Regions from separate parts of the Mus musculus genome. Here all the other regions are linked to region 3. Evidence: chromatin contacts called from public HiChIP or PLAC-seq and promoter capture Hi-C data. All regions are on one chromosome and are shown on one strand. The core of a region is the stretch at or near the end of the contact, and the rest is flanking DNA. Distances in the headings are between cores, read along the strand shown.

Region 1 (5,665 bases), core at 2,337-4,836, 510 kb before region 3:
GATTCCCGTCTTACACTTGCCAGAATTTCTAAAATCAATAAAACAAGTGACAGCTCATGGTGGAGAGGATGTGGAGCAATACAAACATCCTTCCATTGCTAGAGGGAGTGCAAACATGCACAGCCACCAAGGAAATCAGTGTAGCAATTCCTTAAATTGATGGGAATCAAACTACTTCAAGATCCACCCATAGTGCTCTAGGATGTATACCCAAAGTACACTCCAACCTACCCAAGGACCCTTGCTCAAACATGCTCACTGCATCTTTATCTATAATAGGCAGAAATTGAAATCAACCTACATGATCCTCTACAGAAGAATAAATAAAGAATATATGGTATATTTACACAAAAGAGAATTACTCTGCTATTTAAAAGAAACAGAAAAATGTGACACAATGCTTCATGTCTCCAGAGCCACCAATGCCTCTGAGGCTATCACTATGCACCATTACAACGTCAGTAACTTTATTAAAAAAATAAGGAAGACTATTAATTGGTAAGACTCAACGAAGTTTTTTAAGGACTTGCTGTTAGGAGGGTTGGAAACAATTATCGTAGGTAAGAGGAAAAGCAAAAACAATCAACTTATAAACAAAGTATATTAACAAAAGATCAAATGGTATATTTCCAGAAAACTCTATGATCAACATGAATGCATTTCACAAAAGTTTCCAAATGTATTAAACAATCATGACATGATTGTAGGAAGCAGATAGATGGTGATGCAGATAAGCTTCAATATCTACCATTTGGAAAGACAACCATGAACGGCGCTGAAAACCAGTATTGAGTAGCACAGCTCTGGAAAACCATCCACAGGACAGGAGAAGAACAATCTTCTCAAACCTCATGCAGAAGTCTCAAGTGTGGTCATGTCAGGACAAGTCAGAAAGGCCAGGTGGTGCAAGCCTTTTACCCCAGCACTGGAGAGGCTGCGGCAGCAGATGTCTCAGTTCAAGCACTGGCTTATTTTCTGAATTCCAGAACTTCCGGGACTACCTAGACAAAGTGTCTCAAAAAAGAAAAATAACAACAAAGAAAAAAATTCTTCAAACCTACTAAAGATTGCAGAGTAAAAAAATGTCTTCTCCACACCTAACCCTCAAGAGACTTGAGGCCTCAGGGAGTGGGTAGGTCTAGTGGGTGGGGATGAGAGGTGGGGATGCAAATCTTGCACAAATGATAAGAAGACAGACTACAGCGGGTATCAGTGGGAAGGTAATATAGACAGAGTTTAATACCTTGCAAAGTTACTAAACAAATCTTATCAAAATCTTGCTGGCATTATTTTAGGTAACTGAGAAACTAACCGTAAAAGATAAGACAACTTAAAGGAATTACATAATGCTCTAAAACTCTATGAGCAGAAAAAAAAAAATAACAGGCATCAAGTGTTCTGACTAAACATTACATAAGAATATAACAATAAAAATGTTTAATATTGGTAGGAAGATATGATCAGGAATGTGAATGGGAAGGGGACAATATCTCTCACATACAAACCAATGAAATTACATTTGCCTCTGTGAATTACTTCTTACATAGAAAGTCTTCTAAACCCTACAGTGGGGATATTCTGATGTTATTCTCACTGCAATTATCTAGAAATATTTAGAATGAAATAGAATCTGGCGAAACAAATCTCATGTCCTCTTTGTACTGGGATTTGAGCCCCTCCCCATCCCTTCTTCACTCCCTCTAACATACCTGGATCTTTGCTAGTTTCCTCTCTTCACCATCCAGGGCTCTCAGTTTCACAGGTAAGCTGAACTACCTGAGGAGTGAGACACTTGCACATGGGAAAGAGTCTTCAGAAAGCACCCAGAACTTTTCATGGAACAAAAATGAATGATGCCTAAAAAAGGATAAACATGAAGGAGAGAGAAAATATCAGAAATATAAATGTCTCTTTTCCTCTAAGCATGTAGGCTCAGACACATGCACATTCATTCTCCCTTGAACCCTGAGGAGGAGCTAGAGAGACTTCAAGAAAATTATTGTCACTCACAGAAACCAGACTGCTGCACTGTCCAAAAGAGATCTCTGCCAAAAGCCCTGTTTGCAGGGTCTAGGAATTCCCATTTCTCCTACAAGAAGTCCACTGACACAGCACTGAATGATAACAAACCCTAGAGTAAAAAACAACAGCTTGGCCACCTATGTGAGGGCAGAGTGCTTTCCTTCAACCAAAGAGACAATTTTCTGATACAGGGGAGTGATCATAATTATTCAAAAGATGTTTTCTAAAACTTTATTTTAATGTATAGTGTGTCGAAGAGACTCCAATATTGGGCTTGCCTGGACCCAAGGAGTAACATAAGAACTCAGCATATGAAGACATAGTTCTGAATGTTTTACTTACATCCTAAACTGCATACAACTCTGATTAAAAAGTTCATGGCCACTAAAATGTCTGCTTAGTAAATATTAGTGTTTACACCCATAACAGTAGGGCTCGATAAAGTATATTTTTTGGTTCAATAAATCTGCACTGGTTCCTCATATAATAGTATATACAAAGCTCTCTGGGGATGCCTATTAACCGGGCCAAAGGCATTCTCTTGAATAAGCAATTAGTAAAACAAAGCAAGAAAGCAAGAACAAATTCACTTTCCACTATCTTTGTAATTGGCACATTAGGAAATAGATGGTGCAACTGCCCTTTTACAAGTTTTTTTTTTCCATTTTTTTATTGGGTATATTTTTACATTTCAAATGTTATCCCCTTTCTCAGTTTCTCCTCCACAAACCCACTATCCCCTACCCCTGCCTCTAAGAGTGTGCTGCCCCACCTACACACTCACTTCTACCTCATCGCCCTAGCATTCCCCTACCCTGGGTCATTGAGCCTGCACAGGACCAAGGGGCTCCCCTCCCAGTGATGACCAATAGGGCCATTCTCTGCTACAAGTGCATCTGGAGCCATGGGTCCCTGCATGTCTACTCTTTGGTTGGTGGTTTAGTCCCAGGGAGCTTGGGTTGGGGCGGGTAGGGTGTTCTGGTTTAACAGTGATTTTATGACTGAATATTCCTGTAACTGTAAGATAAATTTTAAAAAATCACGATAAATCCCAGGTCACAGGATCTCAAACTTCTGGTCAGTGGTAAGATATCTACAACAGAACTGTGAGAGCGGCATCCATAAAAGCAGCTGCGGAAAACATCCCCCTGCTCCGCTCCCTCCCGTTTCCCAGCCCCGCAGCTCCTCTGACCTGGGACCTTCCGGGGCCGCCGGGCTGCGGTGCCCGCCGCTGCGCTGCTGACTCTCCCAGGTCCACAGTCACAAAACCGCGTCTGTGGAGACTTTTCCGGGTCCAGAAAGGGCAAGGATGCGGAAACCGGAAGGTAGAAAGACGATCGGTGGAAGTTCCTGTCACTCAGGCCTGGATCTTAGGAGCTGCTCTCCTAGACCCGCCCAATAAACCGTGGTTATGGTCACGTGGTCCCCCAAATCAGTTTGAGAGCAAGAGCTTTCCCCTCCTTAATTACTACTGCTTTTTTCCTGTTCTGGTCAATGTCCTGGTCTTGCCTTTATCCCTGCCCCGGGGATTCCATTCCCTCCTGCTCAGTCATCAGCTTCCTGCCACACAGCTCCACCTGCGGACCTGCTCTGCACAACCTCCCTACTGCTTGCTGACAGACTAGAAAAAAACTGGTTCCATAGGAAGCTGAACTCTTGACATCTGAGAGTGAGTTCTGAAACCCTCAGATAATAGAGAGGCAGCCTAACTTCTTACCTTTGGACACTAGCCTCCTAGGCTACAATCGCACAGCAAAATATAACCTAGACCCTAAATTCTTTTTTTTTTTTTTTTTTTTTTGTGTAGAGTAGAGTTTATTTAGGGCATGGGGTGGGGCTTTAAGAGAGTAATGGAGGCAAAGAAAGACAGAGAGAAGGAGAGAGTAGGTAAGTGGAGACTGGCCTTGCCCTCCTGGAGAGAGGGTGGAAAGGAATGGAGGGCAGAGGAAGGAACAAGGGAGGAAGAGGCCAGAGAGACAAGACTTTAAGAGATAAATTCCAATTTCTATGTTGCACCCCAACACACAAAACTAAAAATGAGTCCCAAAATTTGGCTTCCTTCCAAAGCATGTATCAAAGCATACATGAAGTATAAGAGGGACCACTGAGATGAAAATGTGGATAAAGACAGATGGAACAGAGAATGGTGGGAGGGTGCTCTGCAAGCTCTCTGGGGAGCTCCAGGGACAACGGTCACTCTGTGGAAACAACAAGGTGTACAACAGGGCAGTTGGAAAGCACTGATAAAGTTAAACTCCAAGAGATTTGTCATGGCCACAATAGCAAAGAAAATAGATAATGCAAATAGTTTGCACAAATATTTTCCTACAAATAGTCTGACAACCATAACATGAATGAAAACATCAGCGTCAGCCCCAGTTCATGTAAGCAAAAATACAGTGATAGCACAACAGAATTTTGATAGCCAGGAAAAATAAAATGCCTTCTGACGTGAGTTTATAGTACTTAAAATTCCATGCAGACGGGAATCGTGGTCAGAATCAGAACGGTAAGGAAAATGGACGTAATAATACTTGAATTCTCAAGGGAAAGGGCATTTGTGTCTGACACATCATTTTATCACTCTGGTCTATAACACAGAAGCTGGTATTTGGGTAAGGAATGCATTGAATATATATTTTTCTTTTGGTAGGATGGCCAGTTTTACTATGTGAATCCTCCTCATCCACAAGCTTGGGAGATCTTTCCACATTCTAGTATATTCTTTAATTTCTGTCTTCAAAAACTTGATTCTTTTATCATAGATGTCTTATACTTGCTTGCAATGTGGTGTGGAAAACATATAATCTCAACTGTTGTTTCTACCCAGGTTTTGATTATTCACTTTCAAGGTAAAAGACATACACAATCTTCATAATATGCCTTTATCAGCCCTAGTACTAGGAATGTATATATCATCTATGCTATTAGTATGTCTATCTCCCAACTATTAATCCCACTATATTTTGCCATGTTTTATTTTGGTTGCTTTGAACTCCAATTAGCCAGCCAACATGGCCATTATCGAAGACTCTTAGCTCATGGTGGCTTCCTCTTCTTCCACCTTCTTTCTCCCCAGGGTTCTTCTCTGACACACCTCCCCACCAAGCCTATTTCTCTTCTGCCCAACTATTAGCTGAAGGCATCTTTATTCACCAATCAGTGATCACTTTGGGGGTAAGGATAAAGAACATCACTTGAGTCTCTGCAGAATCTCTGATCCCTAGGAGGCAACCAGGCCTTGGGCCACTATTTAGCATTACAATATGAGCAAAACACAGAACCTCAACAGCATAGAGTTAACACCAACATACTTTATATTTTTTGAGGCTATTGTGAAAGGTGTCGTTTTCCTGAATTTTTTCTTTTATTCAGTTTGTCATTTGTATAATGGAAGACTATTGATTTTTGTGCATTAATTTTGTATTTAGCTACTTTGGGGAAAGTGTTTATGAGTTATAGAAGTTTCTTGGTGGAAATTCTTGGGTCACTTATGTATACTATCATATCAATTATAAATAGGGTATTTTTAATTCTTTCCTTGCCATCCAAATTGTATCTTCTTATTCTCCTTCAGTTGTCACACTGCTCTAGCTAAGACTTCAAGTACTATGTTAAATAGATAGAGATTTTACTGGAATTG
Region 2 (5,466 bases), core at 109-2,608, 720 kb before region 3:
GTATGTGACAAATCCTTTAACCAGTGCTCAAGCCTTAAAACACATCAAAGAAGTCATACTGGGGAGAAGCTTTACAAATGCAATGCATGTGGAAAGTCATTTCCTCAGTTGTCAGCACTTAAAAGCCATCAGAAATTGCATACAGGAGAGAAGCCTTATAACTGTAAAGAGTGTGACAAATCCTTTATTCACTATGCCTCATATAGAAGGCATCAGGAAACTCATTCTCTAGAGAAATTATGCAAACACAAAGAATGTGGTAAGTACTTTCTTGAGTTATCACATCTTAAAACACTTTCCAGAATCCCTACTGGTGAGAAGCCTTACAAATGTGAGGTATGTGACAAATCCTTTATCCAGGACTCACATCTTAGACGACATCAGAGAGTTCATACTGGAGAGAGACCTCACAGATGTAAGGTGTGTGACAGATATTTTGCAAAGGGTTCAACTCTTCGAGCACATCAGAAAATTCATACTGGAGAAAAAAACGTAATAAAGCAATGATTGTGATATACCCTTTATCTAGCATACAAGTCTTAGAAGACATCAGAGAGTTCAGATTAAAGAGACCTTACATCTGTAAAGAATGTCACAAATCTTACTCGGTGCTCAACTCTAACAACACTTCAGAAAATTCATACTAAAGAAAAAAATACCCTTCTAAATAATGTGCCAGAGCATTTATCCGGTCTATACTTACAAATCACACCAGTATAAATAATATAAACATAAATATCTGGACATGGTGGTATAGAACTTTAATCCCAGCACTTGGGAGACAGTGCCAATTGGATCTGAGTTTTGAGTTTCAGGTTTTGGCTTGCCATTTTGTGTGTGTCCGTTGGGGATCGGACTCTGGCCTCTGAATTTAACCTGCTATTGTTTGATGTATGTAGCCCACAGGCTGCTAGTCAAGTCGAGACTATCTTGCATCTGAAAGGTTCCGAATCAAGAGTGTGGGGCAGGTTCTGGGGTGCAGTGTCCTACTAGATCCAGTTCTGGTCAAGGATGGCAGTGCTCATGGTGAGGCTGCGCAGAGAATGTGCAGAGCAGCCTGGCGTCTGGAGCTGTGTGGAAGGCAGCCTGAGACGGAGTGGGAGGGACCGGTCTCCACGGGGCGGGAAAACTGGTCTAGAAAAATAGAGCGAAGAGAAAACTAAAGCCCGCATGGAAGGCCTGGAAAACTCAATTGGACAAGGGATTTGAACCAGTGGGCTGGGTCAGAGAACCTACGTAACCGGAACCTATCTATAATAGGCGGACCCAAAGGCGGCTCCAGTGGCCGCAGGAGGGAGGGGCCGGAAAACCCTCCATTCTCTGAGAGGAAATCTTTGTTTAAGGGCTGGACGGCCGACACTGGCCAGAGTTTCAAGTAGATGTGAAAACTTCCTGCAGCCACTGGAGCCTCGTAGAACGGTCTGGGAGACTCGCCGGTCCGCACCACAGTGGCGGGAACCGCAGCCCGGCGATCCTAGCATCTCCCAGGTCAGAAGAGCTGTAGTAAACAGGTAGGAACTGGACCAGGGGCATGTTCAGTTTTCTGCTGCTCATAAGGATACCGTTTTCACAATTCTGGTGAAGGGTAATACCCTTGAAGATAAGTTTGAGAACATATGAAATGGGACACATGCTGATTTTACCATTTATCCGTGGTTTCCAGAATATTCTCAAGACTGTATCCCTTAGACTAATTGAGTTTATGTTTTGACCATTGAAAACACTATTCTTTTTGCTGTTATGCAAAAACTAAAACTGTTGGCATTTTCTAACGCCCTTGGTCTACCCGTTTCGTATTCAAGAGAGAGGAATTTGACATGGAGACTTTAAGGTCCCAGAGAGCTTGTTAACTACCAGCCCCATAAGGAGTAACTGCAGATTTTGATCAGTTTGTGGATTTTTTTTTTTTTTTTTTTTTGCTAAGCTACACAGTTATGTTTGTAAATTTTAACAATTCTTAAATAAAGGTTTTACTCATCACTCATTTTGCATTTGAGATGCATACACGCTGATGTGAATATAACAAATATGTGTTCTTATGCTGAGGTTTTAAGGCACACCTCAGGAGTCCAGAGAAGTACAGTATGCATGTTGAGAGTGAGGATAACAGGCCACACTGTTTACATTAGAAAACAGTATGTAATGGGACAAAGTTAGAAAGTATCTTTTCTGATGCAAGAAACACTCTGACAATGGACAAAGGGCAAACTGTTGCTTTGTAATTTCAGGGTTGTTGACATGCGGTGAACTTCTCTCAGGAAGAAGAGGAAATGCCTGGACCTCACTCATAGGGTTTTGTACTGAGATTGAATATTGCAGAATTGCAGCAGTCCTGTTTCTGTGAGTAACAATAGTCTCTTGCACTTTTCCTTGCTCCTCGGGGTTCCTGGGGAAATTACTCTGCATGTGTGTGAGCTGTGTGTGAATGAGATGAGCCTCACATCTCACAGAAGAAAGTGAAAGCCTCAGAGAAAAAGACAAAGTTTTCATGAAATTTCATCTGTTCTTCATGTTTGTTATTTTGGGATGTGTAAGGCTTCTTTCGTTTTTGTTCCATGATGAAACTAGATACTCAGTAGTTTATAATATCACTCCAGTAATACAGATTCATTTTTTTCCCTTGAGTTTTGATTGAGCTATGATTAGAAGTAGGATTCAAGTTATGGAAACTCAAAATGCTCCCTGAATATTTTCAGCATGCTGACCCTATGTAACAGTTGGGGGATCATTTGTAGAACCCTCTGTTCCCTTTTCTGTATTTCTGCTGAGCATAGTACTGTGTTAGAAATCCTGGTACTTACTGAAGAATCTCTCATATGCAGGGCTTGCACTTTTCAGCTACACCTGCTTATCGTCGAGCAGGACAAAGTGCCCTGGAAGGTGGAGAGAGAGGCATCAGTAGCAAAGGATCCAGGTATGTTGGAGGATTGACAAAGGGGTGGGAAGGAGTTTAAGTGACAGTGGAAATGGGACATGAAGTCAGTTTTGCCACATTCTGTTGTAGAGATTATTCTGGAGACTTCCACTGAGAATAATGTCCTCAGGATTATCCTTTGTAAACTTTAGAAGATTCTCTATGTAAGAATAAATACTAGGAACAATTACAATTTGATTGGATTTTGATTGTGAATGATGCTATCCCTCTTCCATTCATATTGCTAATCATGTATTTGTACCAATATTAAATGACTTTCCTTTCTATAATTTTAATGTAGTTCTTTACTAGGATACTTGATGCTTTTAAGTTTCTGCTTCAAAATTTGGGAGCTTATTGCATTTTCCTTGGTTCTAAATCTTTTCAAGTTATTTTCTTCAATCCATAAAATAATGCCAGTGTAAATTTGACAAGCATTGCTTAGTATCTCTCTGAAGTATTAAACTCCATCTTCACTGTCTTCCCATTAACTCTCTCCTGTTGTTAGTCTTCATTACAGTACTCAACAGTTTGCATCGCTATAATTTTAATGTATTTTGAAATCTCCTCTAGGTTTGATCCTTCTCTTATAATTTTTTAAGTCTATGGTTTCTCATAAGTTAGTGAATTTTAGGGTTTTTTCTAATTCTACAAAAATAAATGTAAGATTTTGGTATAGATTGCTTAGCATATTTATAATACATAGACCTCCTCTACATTGTCTTTCTATGTTTGAATTAGAATATTCTAGCACTGTGTCTTTTAATGTATTCTGTTTTCCATCTGCTGATGGTGTCTGTGTTTCAGATTCAGGGAGAATTTTTAAAACATTGATATTTGTTATTTTTTTAATTCTGGTATTTCTAGGACACGGCCACACTAACAAATATCTTTTGAAGTTAGAGAATTCTGCCTGGGTGTCTCCTACTATTATGTGGCTGATATTTGTGGATACCTGCTAGACAATTGGTTTTCTGTCTGATTTCATTGTGCCTCGAAGACTGGTGGATGCTGAAGCTTCCCTGCATCGCTGTCTATTTTCTCCTTACAGTTCTACATTGATTGCTTCTCGTATTTGGATGCTTTTGTGAAATGCATTTATATCGAATGCAATCCTGTTTGTCAGTTTGTGTTCTTTTGTCATAATATGTAGTTCTGTTCATGAGTAAGTCCCTATGTCCCCATATGGATGTGTTTTTACTTTCTCTTACTATACAAGTTTCATTTTACAGATCATACATGAAGGTCTGATTCATTGTACACTGGGAGAGAATTTGACCCAGGTTCATATTTCTGTGTGGATAAATAGTTGTCTCAACATCATTAGTTAAAACAGCTACCTCTTATGCAGCACATAGGTGTTGTTTTGGTGATTCACATGGCCATTGCTATTGGTCTGGCTCTGTTTCATTGGGCTGTGTGTCTACTCATCTGCCACTCCCATAATATTGTTGGTCATGTGGCTGTGCAGTGTCATCTGGAACCAAAGCTAGGACAACTTAAGCTCTGCTCTGTACTCTCAGGGTCTCTGCTTCCATGGAAATTTGTAAGAGTCTCTGTAGTGTATCTGTGAGGTATATGATGGGGAGTTTGATTGTCATGGAGTTGGAGTTAATCATATCAATCTCTTTCACTAGTATTGTAATTTTCATAGTACTATGTCCTGTTCCATGAGCATGGAAATACTTTCCATCTTCAAGTATTTATTCAATTCCTTCAACAAATTAAAGAGTTTATTGTAGAGGACTTTATTTTGCTTGTTTGTTTTGGGATTCATTTTCCCCATTAAGAAATGTATTTTTGAACCAGGAGTAGTGGTGTATACCTTTAATCCCAGCACTCAGGAGTCAGAGGCAGGTGGGTTTCTGTGAGTTTGATGCCAGCCTGAGATTTCTGAGAGAGTCAGGCTGTTACACAGACAAATCCTGTTGGGGGCAGGGATAGGGGGTAGGGGTAGGGGTAGGGGGTCCTCTTTAGTATTAATTATGTAAATAGCAGGGTTTTATAATTGAATGATTGTATAAATGATTAAAATTTTGCCTCCAAATAAATATTGGTATTTCCTATGTTTACATTTCTACAGATTTTATAATAATTAATTTTTATATTTAATCATTGCATATTGAGTATACTGTGATCAAAGTTGCACCTCACCATTATCTCTCCTTTTATCACCTTCCCTACCATTCCTAGTTATCCATATTTACTTCCCAATTATTGCCCCTTTGATTTCATGTGTCTTTTGTGCCAATCTTGGAAGAGTAGGCAGGGTGTCATTTGTGTGCGTAATTCTAACTGCTGTGTATTATGACAGCATAGTTTCCCATACATCACCTCCCTATCCTCTATCTCTTACAGTCTTTTCCTGCTTCTTCTGTAGTATTCCCTAAGGTTTGGATTTTTGTAATGTAGACTTCCTATCACAGGCTGTGCAGTCAGTGACCTCTGAAATAACTGTTTCATGCTGTAAATAAAGTTTCTCTGTCCTGGGCTAAAAGCAGCACCAGGCTATGAGTACAAACAGAATGCACTAAAGGCCAGTGTGAGTATTT
Region 3 (5,567 bases), core at 1,851-4,350:
TTGTGACAGTGTCAGCTCAGTACTGTACATTTTCTTCTTTCTGGACTGTAAACTTAGAGTGACCAATATGCTCTTTATTGTGTTGAAATGTGTTTCTTTTATTCTGACTTGCACTAGGTGATTTTTGAACATTAGTGGAGGAAATACTGTTATTACTGAGATTTTACTGTATTACTGAGATTTTAATTCAGAAGATACTGTTGGCATTTTGGCTGATACATTATCGTTCATGTTTTTTTTTTTTTTCCATTCCCAGTGAGTGTTAGTGCTTTCCTGTGTTATACATGATGGTTTCTTTCATGTCTTTGGTATTCATTTGTTACTTACATGAAATGTGCTCTTTTATGTATCTTCATGGATAATTCGTGTCCGATTCTTCTGTGCATGTTTTATCTGATTATTATCTAAGAAGGGTCCTGGGTGAAAACCCTGTGTAATTTTTCCCCCCATATTCAAGTACACTTCCTATTCTCTCACTTCTAGCAGTCATTTTTTTTTTTCTGGATATAATGCTACAGTTGACATTTATTTTCTTTCAAGCCTTTAAAAATATCATTCCATGCTCTGCTGACATTAGTGTATGTCCAACTGTTCATGAATATTGTATTTTCTAAGCCTCTGTGCTAGGGGAAGACAGCTGGAAAATAGATTCACATGGTTCTAGCACAGAGATATGGAAAAAGCAGGATAGACCTGGGAGATGAGAAAATCTCTGTCTCAGAGAGAATATCCTTAGTAAATATAGACTAGAATTCTGAGGTCGACAAACTAGAGTCCTACTTTCTGAACAGCACACATAGCTATTTGAGCTTTTCTTACTTTAAACAATTCATGTTGAAACAAGTGATAGTGACCTTTGAATGGAAGGCTCAGAAATGTAGAAAAATGTCTGTTCATAAGTAGCTGTGCATTTGAGGAAGTGTCAATTCCAGATTTTATAAAAGCCATGCATCGTGGATTTCATAGAAGAAACATATAAAACCCTGGTTTATTCATGCCTTCCCAGAATACCCTCTTAATCTCCATGAATTTGAAGCTGCAGTTCTGTTTTTTTGTTTTCAATTGAAGATATGGAAAGGATTATGTCACGGAACACATTCATTTGCAATAAACAATACTGCTGAAATTGAAAAACAGCATCTCTCACTGGTGCAAGAATATTTGATTTGTTGCTGATAGACTTGACAACATTTGTCAGCCTGTATGTTAAAGACAAGAGTGATAAAGTGATGTGTCAGGCACAAATGCTCGTTCATTTGAACATACATGCAAAAATACTCATAAAATACTTGCAGAGAGATTCCAAGATCACATCAAAAATATCACCAAACATGATCAAATAGGCTTTGAAGGGGTAGTTCAATGTACAAAAATCAACAAATATAAACCACTATACAATATTGCAAAAAGACATGATCATCTCATTCCATGCAAAAAAGGTCTTTGACAAAATTGAATATCCCTTCTCCATAAAAGTCCTGTAGAGATAAAAGATATGAGACACATCTAAACATAATGAAGGCAGGTTACAGTCTGCCTTAATCCTGGAACCAGGATTAAGTTAAATGAAGAGAAACTCAAAGCACTTCCACTAAAATCAGGAACAAGCCAAGAATATCCACACTTTCCATATCTATTTAATAAAATAATTGAAGTCTTAGCTAAAGCAGTTAAGACTACTGAGAGAGATACAAAAAGATACACAGTAGATTGAAAAGGAAGAAGTCAAATACCCTTATTTGCAAATGATATTATAGTATACTTGTGACCCAAGAATTTCCACCAGGCAACTCTATAACTCAAACACACTTTCCCCAAAGTAGCTGAATACAAAATTAAAGCTATTAAATCAATAGGTTTCCTATATACAAATGACAAAGGGACTAAGGGAAAAAATTAGGAAAGCAACACCTTTCACAATAGCCTCAAAAAAAAAAAAAAAAAAAAAAAAGAGTATGTTGGTGTTAACTTTAACCAAACCAGTATATGACCTGTATGATACAACTTCAAGTCTTTGAAGAAAGGAAATTGAAGAAGACAATTAGGAAGTAGAATGGCTATTCTACCAAAAGCAGTCTACATATTCAACACATTCTTTATCCAAATTCCAGCCTGTATCTTACAGACCAGAGTGATAAAGTGATGTGCTAGGCACAAATGTCCTTCCCCTTGAAAATCCATTCATTTCTATGTTCATTTTCCTTACCATCCTGATCCTGACCATGAATCCCCTGTGCTTGAAATTTTAAATAATGCAAACTCACCACATTTTATTTTTTCCTGGCTATCAAGATTCTGTTGTGCTATCATTATATTTTCACTTACACAAATTGGGTCTTATGCTGATGTTTTCATTCATATTATGGTTGCTATGCTATTTACAGAGAAATATTCGGGAAAAGTATTTGCATTACCTAGTCTCTTTGCTATTGTGGCCAGGACAATGCTCCTGGAGTTTAACTTTATTCATGCTTTCCAAGTGCCCTGTTCTACCACTTGCAGTTTCTACCAAGTGTCCTTTACCCCTGCAGCTCCCCCGTGAGCTTGCACAGCTCTCCTCTTATTATTATCTGTCCCATACGTTTTTATCCACATTTTCATATGATTAGTCTTTCTTGTATTTCACATGTTTTAAGACTGGCTTTGGGAAGAAGCCAGGCTTTTTTACTTACTTTTAGTATTTTGTGTAGGGAATGGAAGGAAAGAAATCAGAATTGTGGGTATTGGTTGCCATTTGCTGAGCGTTTTTAAAAGCTCAGAAGGCTTGTATCTTAACTTCTTAGTTAGGCTGCCCATCTTTTATCTGAGGGGTTCAGAACTCAATTGGGACTCAGATATTGGGGTGCAGCGTCCTTACTTATCCTGTTCTGGTGTGAAAGCATATCGGAGGCTGTGCAGAGCAGGTCTAGGGCAGCCTGGCTGCTGGAGCTTTGTAGCAGGCTGCTTGAGACTGAGTGGGAGGGGCCGGAACCTCCCTGGGGCGTGGGTACTTGTCGGGCGGGGAGGGGGCCAGCAAAAAGAAAAAACCAGAGGGTCTAGGAAAGTAATTACGGAAAAGAAAGCGCCTGGCTTGAAGTGTTTGGGGGGAACCACGTGACCGGAACCGGGGCCGTAGTGGGCGGGTCTAGGAGAGCAGCTCCAAAGATCAAGTCAGATAGGAAAATTCACCATTCCCTTAGGTACTTAAGTGAACAACTTGTTCTCTAACCGGGGGCTGGTTTTCCTGTCCTGGTTATTTCTGGACCTAGGGAAAACTCGGGCCTGGAAGAGTCAGCCGTCAGCTGTGCAGCGGCGGACACCGCAGCCCCGCGGCCCTGGAACCTCCCAGGTCAGAGGCGCTGCGGGGCTGGAAAACGGGCGGGAGCCGAGGTGGGGGTAAGGGGGGGGGGGGGGATGGTTTCCCTGGACGCTGCTCTCCCAATTCTGTTGTGGATATCTTACGGTTGTCAGGAAGTTTGAGATCCTGTGAACTGGGATTTATCGTGATTTTTTTCATTCATCGTACATTTACCAGAATATTCAGTCATAAAATTACCCATAAAATATCTGGTAGAGCAGTTGCATTATTATATGCTGTTAGTTATTGTAACAGTTCCTGGAATGTAAATTCATTCATGCTTTCTAACTGCCTCGTTTTACTAATTGCTTATTCAAGAGAACGCCTTTGGCTCTGGTTAATAGGTATCCTCCAAGAGCTTTGTATATAATTGTCATATGAGGAAACGGTACAGATTTTTTTTTGAACCAGGAAGTGTTGGAAGCCGACCGCGGCTCACATGAACCGGATTTCACCTGGAAGCCAAGCTGGGGCTGAAAAGAGAGGGGAACTAGGCGGTGGAGAGAAAAATGGAGCTAAGTCAAGATTCCTGATCAAAGCTCAAATGTTTAATGGCAAATGCGCTTATAAAGGGGGGGGGGGGTGTGGTGGGGGTGGGGGAGGCCCATTCCCGCCAGTTCATCCTTGGAGCCTGGAACCAGCTGCAGGAATAGTCTCCGTCCCAGCTGGTAGCAGCAGTGGCTGAACAATAGAGTGATCTAGGTAGGAAGGCTCTACCCAAGGTAATCTCCTTAGTGGCAGCAAGTTCAAGGTCTGGCTTAGCCTGCTTCAGGCTGGGGGGAGGTTACTAGAAAGTAGACCGTATGGAGCACTACAGTTATTGCAGTAAACATTAACATTTATTAAGCATACTTTTTATTGCCCATGAATTATTCATCTGAGATGTATGCAGTTTAGGATGTAAGTAAAGCATTGAGAAATGGGTCCGTTTACAGGAAGCCTACAGCCAATATCAAATTAAATGAAGAGAAATTCAAAGCAATTGCAATAAAATCAGGAACAAACTAGGCCATTCACTTTCTCCACGATGTCTATTCAATATGAAACTTGAATTCTTAGCTAGCACAAGAAGACCGCTGAAGGAAATAAAGAAAATAAACATTGGATTACAGAGGAAAAAGTAAAAATCTTATTTGTAAATGATATGACAGTATATATAGGTGACCCAAAAAATTCCACCAGGGAACTTCTACAACTGAGAGAAAACTTTCCCCAAAATAACTGAAGACCAAATTAATGCACAAAAATCAAAAGATTGTTGTTGTGAGACTTTTAAGGACTGCATCTGTTTTACGAGGGGTTAAATTGGTCTATTTGTTTATCTGATGTTGATTTCACTTTAGAATATGGAAGCTATTACTTAAATTATCCATTTCTTTTAGATTTTTATCAATTATGTGGAGTAGACATTTTAAATGTGCTTTATGATTCTCTGGTTTTCCTCTGGGTCTGTTGTTATGCCACATTTTTGTTTCTGATTTTGTTAATTTAGATCTTTTCTCTCACCCTTATAGTTAGTTTGGATAAGGGTTTGTTGATCTTGTTGATTTTGTCAAAGAACAAACTCTTTGTTTCATTGATTAGTTGTATTGTTTCTATATTTCTATATAATTGATTTCAGCCCTGAGTAAGATTATTTCTTGTTGTCTAGGTTTAGTTTCTTTCTTACTTCCATCTTAACCCATTTTTTAGTACAATAGAGTTGTTCACTTTCTATTTGTTTGTGAGCACTGTACAACTGAATTCTTTAAGACAGAGCCAAATAACACTGCTTATTTCTGCATCTTAGATAGCCACCAGCTTCTCCATAAACCACTGAGTTTTCAAAAAGGACTTTCTGTTTCCCATAGTAGAGCTCCCTTTACGTGATTCCCAGAAGACAAAATCGTTCCTGACTTAGCACTACCACAGTATCACTATCTAGTGATGAAAGCCCAGGATGAATTCAGCAGTAGGGTTGAATGGGCTGAGAGACTTGATTTCTTGAGACTTTACTATGAGGTTCAGATATCTGGGTGCAGTGTCCTACTAGTTCAGGTCTAGGCTGTCAGAAATCATGTGGGGAGGCTGTGCAGAGTAGGTCCAAAGCCAGCCTGGCAGCTGCAGCTGTAAGGCAAGCTGTCTGAATCTGAGTGGAAGAGACCTCTTCAGGAGGCCTCGATAGTATTAGGACCAGGAGAGTGAAGAGGAAAAGAAAGTAATGGGATAGACTCTTAAAAAGGTAATTAAG
Region 4 (5,817 bases), core at 1,531-4,030, 690 kb before region 3:
CTCTGCCTCCGGAGTGCTGGGATTAAAGGTGTGTGCCACCACCGCCCGGCATCACCTTGAACCCATGGAGATCTGCCTGCCTCTGCCTGCTGAGTGCTGGGATTAAAGGTATGTGTCAGCCCATCAAATAATAATAGTAGTAATTACAGTAATATTTTGGTTTTCTGAGACAGGGTTTCTTTGTGTAACCCTGGCTGTCATGGAACTTATTCTGTAGCCCAGGCTGGCCTGGAACTCAGCGAGATATGTCTGCCTCTGATTCCTGAGTTCTGAGATAAAAGGCATGGGCCCCCACCAGCTTACTTTAGTAATTCTTATTAAAACATGAACTGCATATTGAGCATTTCTGGTCATTAAGAAGATCCATGTTCTTATCTTGTCATTTCTATATATTTCAGTGGCTGGAGGTATTGTGCATCTTTATTGTTCATTGTGGTCATTTCAAGCACGCATTACTAAATAATACAACATCTAGCAGTTCATTGGTGGTAGAACTCAGCATGCACAAACTGAGGATTTTCCTGTATGTTCCAGAATATGTCAGTAAATAACAGTTGACAAACTTTATATGGTCATCATCTGTCTCATCTGAGACCAGTACTGTGAGAAATCCTTGTAATTTCTGAATAAATCAGGAGTGGCCATGTGCCTCTTTCTCATACCGTGTCTAAGGTAGACCAGGAGCTAAACCAAGAACCCTGGGCTGCAAAGAACGGGGAGATAGTAATCAAACAAAGAGTCAGATTTGAGTGGATGAAAGAGCCCAAGTAAGGAGTTCAGTCAAGTTGAAAACATACTTGAAAATGATTTTTCCTTGCTGTTTCTCAAGAAACAAGTCTTCTTTTTCTATTTAACTTTTCATTTATTTTGAGGATTTCATGAATGAGTATTGTGTGTTTACATCATTTTCACCTCTTTTAACTGTGTGTGTGTGATTCCTGGTGAGTCAATTTAGTGTTGTGAGGTACATGTATTTATGGATAAACACTTGGAATTAAATAAACGATCAGTTTTAGAGATTAGAAGGTGTTTGATAGTTTTCACTCAGGAAATTGCCAAGTTTTCAGTCTTGGTCAAGAATGATGTGTGGTGGCACACACCTTTAATCCAAGCACTTGGGAGGCAGAGGCAGGCGGATTTCTGAGTTTGAGGCCAGCCTGGTCTACAGAGTAAGTTCCAGGATAGCCAGGGCTAGACAGAGAAACCCTGCCTCAAAAAACCAACAAAACAAAACAAACAAAACAAAACGAATGATGTGTAATGTAATCTAGGGTTACTGGTTTTTGTTGTTTTTCTTTAATGATATCTCTTCAGTTTGTTGATCTATATTTTGACTAAAATACATGGGCTATAGTTTTTAAAGTTTAAAAACTGTACATATTTGTTTTTAATAAGTAAAACAGTATTTTTAGTATAACATTGAAGCTAAATGGAAAAATATCTTGCCTCTAATTTGAAGCACTCATATTTTATTATTTCAGCATGTGAGAAGCAAAGGATAATTACTTGGCTTATTTTGTGAAATTGGTAACTCAGTGGGATGGCTTCCTTGGGAATCTTTTTCCCTGGGGGATATAACCCCCAAATATTTTACTTGATTTTTTTTAACACAAATTGTATGTTTGTTCTATTTTAGATTTGATCAGTCCAACACAAGTAGGCAGCATTGTAATTAGAGTCCTATTTTATGTGTGTTGATGCTGTGTTCATAAAATTTAGCCACTTAAGTGGCTGAAGAACTTAACTTTGTAGTTTCTACGAGAGGCACTTGGCCACGGAAGTATTTGTTTATGTTCTGCTTAAAGAGCAAAAGGGTTTTGTTGTCCCAGTCAGTAATGGGAATGACAAGGTTTTCCCATGAAGAACAGTGTCTTTACCCAAAGCAGTATGTGCCTGATGTCAAGTAAAGGGTGGGAGGGTCGAATTCCTTTCAATGTCTGTAAAGAAATTGATGCCTGCCAATGTGCTGTCAGAAAGCCTTTAAACAAAGAATCCCAAGATCAAAGCATCAAAGATTCAGGATGTTGATACTCCACGCGACCTGTGACATAAACACTGAAGACATATTGCTCTGAAGAAACAACAACAACACATACACACATAGACACACGCAAAGGGACATGCACAACGTTTACCAGGAAAATTAAGGAAGTCAAAAATGCCAGGAACAGATTACCAAGAAATATAGCCTATGTTTACTGAGAGCTTCTACTTTTTTTTTTTTTTTTCAAGACTGGATCTCGTTATGTAGCCCTGGCTGTGCTGGAACTCACTCTGTAGGCCAGGCTGGCCTTGAACTCAGGCCTGGCTCTGCCTTCTGAGTGCTGAGATTTTACAGGCTTGCAACACTACTGCCCAGTGAATTTCCTTTTTCCCCGTTACTTCATATTAAGTTTTCCTTAACACCTGGCCTTATTGGATTCATCTATTTAGTCCTCATTTTTCTCTCCACCCTTTGCTTGTGATTTCTTGATCTCCAGTCATTTTGTTCTGTCATTTTTAAGTTTCGTTCAGATATTTGAACCCTTTCTTTGGGCTTTCACGCCATTGAACAGTCTCTAGAACTGTTTTGTAGTCTGCCTCTAATTTGCCGTCCTTAGAGAACACTGCCCCCTTTTCACCCTTTCCCATGGCAATTGACATTTCTTAAGGTGTCTGCCGCCCAGTGGGCGTTGGATACTTGCAGTTTTCAGAACAACATAGCTGGGACCCTTGGGAAAGTAAACGGAACAGGAAGTAGGTGGGCGGGATTGGGTACGGTGAGAGGACACTTAATAGTGGGTGGGACCAGAGTAGGCAACATATTCCCAAAAGCGGGAGAGGGCCTCAGCAAAACTCGCCTTTCCCTCAGAAATTTCCGGGGACACCTAGTGCAGAATCTGGGCCAAGGACACTGCCCAGGGTCTTGCGGAGACGTGAAAACTCCCGAGAGCCGCAGGTGCCGCGCGGGGCATCCTGGTAGAGTCAGCAGCGCGGCGGCGGAAACCGCAGCCCGGCGGCCCTGGAACCTCCCAGGTCAGAGGCGCTGCGGGGCTGGAGCGGAGTAGGGTGTGATCGGTTTCTGGGCTACTCATTAGGACTCTGCTCTCATGAGCTCCTAAGAACTGGACAATTCCTGACTTTTTTTTTTCTTGTAAGGTTTTCAACATATTCTCTTAAAAATCTCACAATTCTCTTTGTTAGTTCGGAAAGAACAAAACACTTTAAATTATCCAAGCTTTTCAAGAGAGTAGCATTTAGAGCTGGTGGATTGTCAACCTAAAAAACTTGTTAGATATTAGTCACATAAGGATCGACAGAAGAATCACAAATATATTTTCACAAACTCCACAGTTATAGTTGTAATCATTAATATTTACTCTGTAGAATTTTATCACTAACTTGACATCTGAGATGCACACATTCTATGATGTAAATACAGTACTCAAAATCTTGTATTCCAGGTGAGGGTCTTAATGTTACATCTTAGAGTCCAGAAAGTCACCTTATGCATGCTGAGTGTGAAGATATCAGACCCTACAGTATGTTCAGTGACAAAGCACCACAGTAGAAAGGACCTTTGCATAACTGTGGCTGCTTACTTACTTCAGAAAACAGTCTCCAATTCAATGTGCCCTTGGTTCATAACCTGCACTTTACTCAAGGGCAGGTGGCCAAAGTGTTGCTTTTTATTTCAGGATTTGTTGATCTCCAGTGATGTGGCTGTGGACTTGTCCCAGGAAAAGAGGGAATGCCTACACTCTCTTCACGGGGCTTTTTGCATAGAGACTTCATGTTAGAATTAAAGTGGGATAAGGTAGAAAAGACCATTTATTTGATACTGAATTACTGATTTATTGAATGATTTACTTAAAGCACTGCTGTAGTGTTCTGCAACTTCATCTTGCTACTTGGAACAGAATGACCTGGAGAGGTGGCGGAAACAAAAGTCTTGCCCTTACCTACCTTACCCGCAAAGCTTACATCTGTCAGCTGTAACCTGCATTTGAAAAACCTCCAAGCTAACTGCCTTGATGCTTCAGGGAAGTCCTGCTTACTTTCCTTCTGGCCCCACCTTGTGCTTATAGACTATAAAATGCATATAGGAACTGGCCTGGAGACCAGGCCTTTCAGAGCTCTCCCACCTTTGGTCCATCTGTGACATCTATTCTTTCACTGGCAGTGGTGTCTCAGAGTGCTTATTCTAGAATGATTACAATAGAAGCACAGCCTTTGGTTACTGTGTGTGAGAAGAGTTTTCTGGATCTATTATTTTCTCATCCTCAATTTCCTTCTCAAAGGAAGGGGCCGCACGTGTGTGAGCTCAGTGTGGCTGAACTTCACACCACAGCTCATTACAGGGAGAGATTCTCAAAGCAGGAAAGGACATTGTTATGAAGTGTTCTTTACTCCCCATGTTTCTCATTTGGGGAAGTGTTGGGTTTCTTTCATTTCTGCCCCATGGTAAATTCAGAGACTCAATAGTTTAAAATATTGTCATCCCAATCATGAAGTTTCATTTCTGCTCTTGAGGGGTTTTTAATTTTAAAACATTTTGTATTTGCTTGTGTGTTTTTGCTTACATGTATGTCTACACCACTTTCATGCCTTGTGCTACAGAGGCCAGAAGAAGGGGTCAGATACCGTGGGATTGGAATTACAGATGGTTGTGAGCCACGGTGAGCGTGCTGGTCCTTGGTCCTCTAAACAAGCAACAGCTATGAAACAATCTTCCCTGCCCTTTAGTTTTGGCTGAGCTGTGATAAGAAGTGGGATTCAAGTTATACAAACTGGAAAAGCTCCCTGAATCTTTTCAGTATTCTAACACCACATGACAAATGCGGAATCATTTGTAAAATTCTCTATTTAGTTTTCTCTTTATCTAATTGAGCATAGTACTGTGTTAGAAATCCTGGTACTTAGCCAGGCGGTGGTGGCACACACCTTTAATCCCAGCACTCGGGAGGCAGAGGCAGGCGGGTTTCTGAGTTCGAGGCCAGCCTGGTCTACAGAGTGAGTTACAGGACAGTCAGGGCTGCACAGAGAAACCCTGTCTCGAAAATCCAAAAAAAGAAAAGAAAAGAAAGAAATCCTGGATCCTGGTACTTATTGATAAATCTCTTTCTCATATCCAGGACTCACTGATGAAGTGGAACAGCGAGTGCTGGATGGTGAAGAGAGAGAAGACAAAGGATCCAGGTATGTTGGGGGAAATTGAGGCAGGGATTGGTGAGAGGCTTAAGTGACAGTAGAAACAGGACGTGAAACTCATTTTTGCCACATTCTGTTTCACTAGGAATGATTCTGGAGACTTCCACTGAGAATAGCTTTCTTGAGATTATCCTATTGTAGGTGCTGAAAGACTTTCTATCTAAGAATTAATAGTAAGAAGCAAATGTAATTTTATTTGACTGTGCATGAGGTAGATGGTATCCATCTTGAATTCATATCATTGATCATGTCTTGAGACCAATATTAAATAGTTTTCATTACTATAATTTTAACATATTATAAAATTAGGAAGGGGCTGGTGAGATGGCTCAGTGGGTAAGAGCACCCGACTGCTCTTCCAAAGGTCCGGAGTTCAAATCCCAGCAACCACATGGTGGCTCACAACCATCTGTAACAAGATCTGACGCCCTCTTCTGGAGTGTCTGAAGACAGCTACAGTGTACTTACATATAATAAATAAATAAATCTTTAAAAAAAAATTAGGAAAATTGATGCCTCTCTGTTTTTCTCTGTTCTCTGAATTTCGGAGTTTTCTGTAGTTCCTTCAGATTCTACATCTTTTAGAGTTAATTTCTCCATTTCCTAAAATAATGCCAGCAGAATTTT
Region 5 (5,587 bases), core at 1,796-4,295, 580 kb before region 3:
TGTCAAGAGTGTTGGAAACATTTATGGTAGGTAACAGGAAAAGCAAAATCAATCAACTTACAAAACAAAGAATATTAACAAATAATCAAATGGTATATTCCCAGAAAACTATATGATCAACATGAATGCATTTCACAAAAGTTTCCAAATGCATTAAACAATCATGACATGACTGAAGGAAGCAGATAGATGGTGATGCAGATAAGCTTCAATATCCACCATTTAGAAAGACAGCCATGACCAGCACTGAAAACCAGTAATGAGTAGCACACCTCTGGAAAACCATCTACACAACAGCAGAAGATGCACAATCTTCTCAAACTAATGCAGAATTCTGGACTTGGACCATGTCAGCAAGGCCAGGTTTTAACCCCAGCACTGGAGTGGATCGAGATCTCAGTTCAAGGGGAGCCTTATCTATGGAGTTCCAGAACTGCCAAGACTACCTAGACAAAGTGTCCCCAAAAATAAAATTAACAAAGAAAAAATTATTTAAACCTAGTAATGACTACAGATTTTTAAAATGTCTTCTCCACATTTAACACTCAAGAGACTTGAGGCCTCAAGGTTTCCAGTGGGGTGAGGTTGGGAGTAGGGATGCCATCTTGGAGATGGGGGGGGTGGGAGAGTGGGATGGGGAGTGCTCAGAGGATGGACGAGGAGGGGGTTGGCGACTGGACTGTGAAAAAAGATTAAATAATAATGATAAAAAATTAAAAATTTGAAAAAAGTTCCTCTCTAAGAATCTGGAATGCTGACATTAGTAGAAGACACAGGAACACTGTTAGCATGTTCTCAGTCAAACGTGAAGAAATATAAAAGGATGTCTTTAAAATTGGAAATACCAAAATCACACAGATATTTTTAAATATAGAGAAATCATTCCAAAAATTTATAAAATGAGAAACCACAAAATTTTTTTTTAAAAGATTTATTTATTTTATGTATATGAACACACTCCAAATACACCAGAAGAGGGCATTGAATCCCATTACAGATGGTTGTAAGCCATCATGTGGTTGCTGGGAACTGAACTCAGGACTTCTGAAAGAGCAGTCAGTGCTCTTAAACACTGAGCCATCTCTCCAGCCCCACAAAAAAAATTTTAAATATATGAGAGAAGGATCAAACCCAAGGGTGATTTCAAAGTATATTAAAATTATAACAGTGCAAATCTTGAACAGTTGACAAGAAGACCGACAACAGCGGGTATCAGTGGGAAGGTAATATAGACAGAGTTTAATACTATGCAAAGTTACTAAACAAATCTTATCAAAATCTTGCTGGCATTACTTTAGGAAACTGAGAAATTAACCATAAAAGATAAGACAACTTAAAGGAACTACACAATGCTCCAAAACTCTATGAGCAGAAAAAAACTAACAGGCATCAAGTGTTCTGACTGAACAATACATTAAAATTGTAACAATGAAAATGTTTAATATTGGTACGAAGATATGATCAGAGATGTGAATGGGAGGGGGACAATATCCCTCACATACAAACCAATTAAATTACATTTGCCTCTGTAAATTAATTCTTACATAAAAGGTATTCTAAAAATTACAGTGGGAATATTCCGATGTTATTCTCACTGCAATTATCTAGAAATATTTAGAATGAAATAGAATCTGGCAAAACAAATCTCATGTCCTCTTTCTACTGGGATTTGAGCCTCTCCCTATACCTTCTTCACTCCCTCTAACACACCTGGATCCTTTGCTAGTTTCCTCTCTTCACCATCCAGGGCTCTCAGATTCACAGGTGAGTTGAACTACCTGAGGAGTGAGACACCTGCACATGGGAAAGAGTCTTCAGGAAGCACCCAAACTTTTCATGGAACAAAATTAAAGGATACCTAAAAAAGGATAAACATGAAGGAGCGAGAAAATATCAGAAATAAAAATGTCTCTTTTCCTCTAAGCATGTAGGCTCAGACACATGCACAGTCATTCTCCCTTGAACTCTGAGGAAGAGCTAGGGAGACTTCAGGAAAACTATTGTCATTAACAGAAACCAAACTGCTGCACTGTCCAAAAGAGATCTCTGCCAAAAGCCCTGTTTGCAGGGTCTAGGAATTCCCATTTCTCCTACAAGAAGTCCACAGTCACAGCACTAAATGATAACAAATCCTAAAATAAAAACAACAGCTTGGCCACCTATGTATGGGCAGAATTCTTTCCTTCAACCAAGGAGACAATTTTCTGATACAGGGGAATGATCATAATTACTCAAAAGATGCTTTCTAAGCTTTATTTTAATCTATAGTGGATTTTCTAATTATATAAATAGTGCGGTCTGATACACTCGCACTGCAATACTGGGCTTGCTTGGACCCAAGGAGTAACATAAGAACTCAGCATATGAAGACATATTTCTGAATGTTTTACTTACATCCTAAACTGCATACAACTCTGATTAAAAAGTTCATGGCCACTAAAAAGTCTGCTTAGTAAATATTAGTGTTTACACCCATGACAATGCACTCGACAAAGTTTTTGTTTTGGTTTGGTTCAATAAATCTGCACTGGTTCCTCATAAAATATTATATACAAAGCTCTCTAGGGAAGCCTATTAACCAGGGCCAAAGGCGTTCTCTTGAATGAGCAATACTTGCTTTCTAACAAGGTAGTGAGAAAGCAAGAACGAACTTACTTTCCACTATCTTTGTAATTGCCACATTAGGAAATAGGAAACAGTGCAACTGCTCTTTTATGAGTTATTTTACGACTGAATACGATGGTAACTGGAGGATAAATGAAAAAAAAAAAAAAAAGTCATGATCAATCCCAGTTCACAGGATCTCAAACTTCCTGACAACCATAAGATATCCATAACAGAATTGTGAGAGCAGCGTCTTTAAGAGCAGCTGCGGAAAACACCCCCCTGCTCCGCTCCCGCCAGTTCCCCAGCCCCGCAGTTCCTCTTACCTGGGAGGTTCCAGGTCCGCTGGACCGCGGTTCCCGCCGCTGCGCTGCTGATCCTGACTCCCCCGGCCCGTAGCAAAGGAACTGCTTCTCAGGAGACTTTTCCAGGGCCAGAGAGCGCTAGGACGCGGAAACCAAAACGTAGCAAAACGATTGGTAGAAATTCTTGTCACTCAGGCCTGGATCCTTCGGGCTGCTCTCCTAGACCCTCCCACTAAATGCTGGTTATGGTCACGTGGTTCCCCTAAACATTTTGGTAGACCCCTCCCTGCTTTTATCCTGTTTCTGTCAAGGTCCTGCTCTTGCCAGTATCCCTGCTCCGGGGATTCAGTTCCCTCCCTCTCAGTCTTAGGCTTCCTGCCACACAGCTCCAGCTGTGGACCTGCTCTGCACAACCTCCCTACTGCTTGCTGAAGGACTTGAAAAAACTGGTTCCATAGGAAGCTGCATTCTGACATCTGAGAGTGAGCTTTGAAACCCTCAGATAATAGATTGGCAGCCTAACTTCTTAGGTTGGAATAAAACTCTGGGCTACAAACGCACAGCAAAATATAACCAACACCCTAAATTCCAATTTCTTATGTTTCATTCCCAACACACAAAACTAAATATGAGTCACAAAGTTTGGCTCCCTTCCAAAGTATGTGTCAAAACATACATGAAATACAAGAGAGACCACTGAGGTGAAAATGTGGATGGGACAGAGAATGGTGGGAGGGTGCTCTGCAAGCTCTCTGGGGAGCTCCAGGGACAAAGGTCACTCTGTAGAAACAACAAGCTGTACAACAGGGCAGTGGGAAGCACTGATAAAGTTAAACTCCAAGAGATTTGTCATGGCCACAATAGCAAAGAAAATAGATAATGCGCCGGGCGTGGTGGCGCACGCCTTTAATCCCAGCACTCGGGAGGCAGAGGCAGGCGGATTTCTGAGTTCGAGGCCAGCCTGGTCTACAAAGTGAGCTCCAGGACAGCCAGGGCTATACAGAGAAACCCTGTCTCGAAAAACCAAAAAAAAAAAAAAAACAAAAAAAAAAAAAAAAAAAAAAAAAAAAAAAGAAAATAGATAATGCAAATAGTAGTTTGCACAAATATTTTCCTGTAAATAATCTAACAATCATAACATGAATGAAAACATTAGCATCAGCCCCAGTTCATGTGAGTCATAATGTAATAGAAAATGTAATAGAATTTTGATAGCCAGGAAAAATAAAATGCCTTCTGACGTGAGTATATAGTACTTAAAATTCCATGCAGACAGGATTCATGGTCAGGATCAGAATGGTAAGGAAAATGGACGTAGTAATACTTGAATTCTCAAGGGAAAGGGCATTTGTGCCTGACACATCATTTTATCACTCTGGTCTGCAACATACAAGCTGGTATTTGTGTAAGGAATGCATTGAATTTATCGATTTCTTTTGGTAGGATGGCCAGTTTTACTATGTGAATCCTCCTCATCCACAAGCATGGGAGATCTTTCCACATTCTAGTATATTCTTCAATTTCTTTTGTCAAAGACTTGAATCTTTTATCCTAGAAGTTTTACACTTGCTTGCACTATGTTGTGGAAAATATTTAATTCCAACTGTTATTACTGCCCAGCTTTTGATGATTCACTTCAAAGGTAAACGACATACACAATCTTTACAATACGCCTTTATCAGCGCCAGAACTAGGAATGTATCTATCATCTATGCTATTTACATGTCTATTTTCCAACTATTAATCCTGTTATATTTTGCCATGTTTTATCTTGGCTGTTTGAACTACAATTAGCCAGCCAACATAGCCATTATCTAAGACTCTTAGCCCATGGTGGTTTCCTCTACTTCCATCTTCTTTCTCCCCAGGGTTCTTCTCTGACACACCTCCCCACCAAGCCTATTTCTCTTCTGTCCATTTATTAGCTGTAAATATCTTTATTCACCAATAAGGAATAACTTGGAGTCAAGGTTACAGAGCATCACTTGGGTACCTGCAGAATCTCTGTTTCCTAGGAGGCAACCGGGCCTTGTGGACACTATTTAGCATTACAATATAAGCAAAAGACAGAACACCAACACAGTAGAGTTAGCACTACTATACTTTATATTTTTTGAGGCTATTGTGAAAGTTGTTGTATTGCTGATTCTTTCCTTTGGTTTGTCACTTGTATAATGGAAGACTATTGATTTTTTTGTGTGTGCATTATCTTTGTATTGAGCTACTTTGGCAAAAGTGTTTATGAGATATAGAAGTTCCTTGGTGGAAATTCTTGGCTCGCTTATGTATACTATCATATCATCTACTAATAGTGATACTTTGACTTTTTCCTTCCTAATTTGTATTCTCTTGATCTACTTTATTTGTCTTATTGCACTAGTTAGAACTTCTAGTACTATATTGAATAGATAAGAATAGTGTGGACAGTTTTGTCTTGTCTGTGATTTTAGTGGAATTGCTTTAAGTTTCTCCCCATTGAATTTGATGTTGCCTATCGGCTTGCTGTATATTGCTCTCATTGTGTTTAAGTATGTCCCTTATATCACTGATATCTCCAAGACTTTTATCATAAGATGGTATAGAATTTTTTCAAAGCCTCTTCAGAATATAATGATGATCTTGTGGTCTTTTTCTTTCTGTTTGTTTACATGTAGAATACACTGATGGGTTTTCTTATG

The links. HiChIP or PLAC-seq counts read pairs in DNA pulled down with a chosen protein or histone mark. Capture Hi-C pulls out chosen DNA fragments and counts their contacts.
Region 1: a contact with region 3 is called in an H3K4me3 HiChIP or PLAC-seq map of bone marrow-derived macrophages, with 7 times the contacts expected there. The contact joins the promoter of Zfp995 here to the promoter of Zfp946 in region 3. A contact is called at or near these places in 1 of 115 datasets of contacts at active chromatin or transcription factors (bone marrow-derived macrophages) and 3 of 9 other capture datasets (adipose tissue, liver and pancreatic islet).
Region 2: a contact with region 3 is called in an H3K4me3 HiChIP or PLAC-seq map of bone marrow-derived macrophages, with 7 times the contacts expected there. The contact joins the promoter of Zfp760 here to the promoter of Zfp946 in region 3. A contact is called at or near these places in 5 of 39 promoter capture datasets (cranial neural crest, liver, neural stem cells and 1 more), 1 of 484 Hi-C or Micro-C datasets (B cells) and 4 of 115 datasets of contacts at active chromatin or transcription factors (astrocytes, bone marrow-derived macrophages, large pre-B cells and 1 more).
Region 4: a contact with region 3 is called in a promoter capture Hi-C map of adipose tissue. The contact joins the promoter of Zfp229 here to the promoter of Zfp946 in region 3. A contact is called at or near these places in 3 of 39 promoter capture datasets (cranial neural crest, embryonic stem cells and liver), 1 of 484 Hi-C or Micro-C datasets (gonadal supporting cells), 4 of 115 datasets of contacts at active chromatin or transcription factors (astrocytes, bone marrow-derived dendritic cells, large pre-B cells and 1 more) and 4 of 9 other capture datasets (adipose tissue, liver, macrophages and 1 more).
Region 5: a contact with region 3 is called in a promoter capture Hi-C map of liver, with 4 times the contacts expected there. The contact joins the promoter of Zfp820 here to the promoter of Zfp946 in region 3. A contact is called at or near these places in 1 of 484 Hi-C or Micro-C datasets (Sertoli cells) and 3 of 9 other capture datasets (adipose tissue, liver and pancreatic islet).

What each region holds. Positions count from the first base shown.
Region 1 is chr17:21,906,340-21,912,004 of GRCm38.p6, forward strand. Zfp995 (zinc finger protein 995) reads right to left here and starts at 3,587. Exons shown (of 5, transcript NM_001256493.1): 1 at 3,215-3,587; 2 at 1,710-1,857.
Region 2 is chr17:21,706,383-21,711,848 of GRCm38.p6, forward strand. Zfp760 (zinc finger protein 760) reads left to right here and starts at 1,359. Exons shown (of 6, transcript NM_001008501.2): 1 at 1,359-1,511; 2 at 2,229-2,340; 3 at 2,823-2,914.
Region 3 is chr17:22,421,102-22,426,668 of GRCm38.p6, forward strand. It overlaps Zfp946 (zinc finger protein 946), which reads left to right and starts at 3,101. Exons shown (of 7, transcript NM_198003.3): 1 at 3,101-3,328.
Region 4 is chr17:21,730,944-21,736,760 of GRCm38.p6, forward strand. Zfp229 (zinc finger protein 229) reads left to right here and starts at 2,781. Exons shown (of 6, transcript NM_001164676.1): 1 at 2,781-3,015; 2 at 5,115-5,178.
Region 5 is chr17:21,842,714-21,848,300 of GRCm38.p6, forward strand. Zfp820 (zinc finger protein 820) reads right to left here and starts at 3,046. Exons shown (of 5, transcript NM_029281.2): 1 at 2,931-3,046. All of the region lies in intron 1 of Gm31758 (a long non-coding RNA gene), which reads left to right.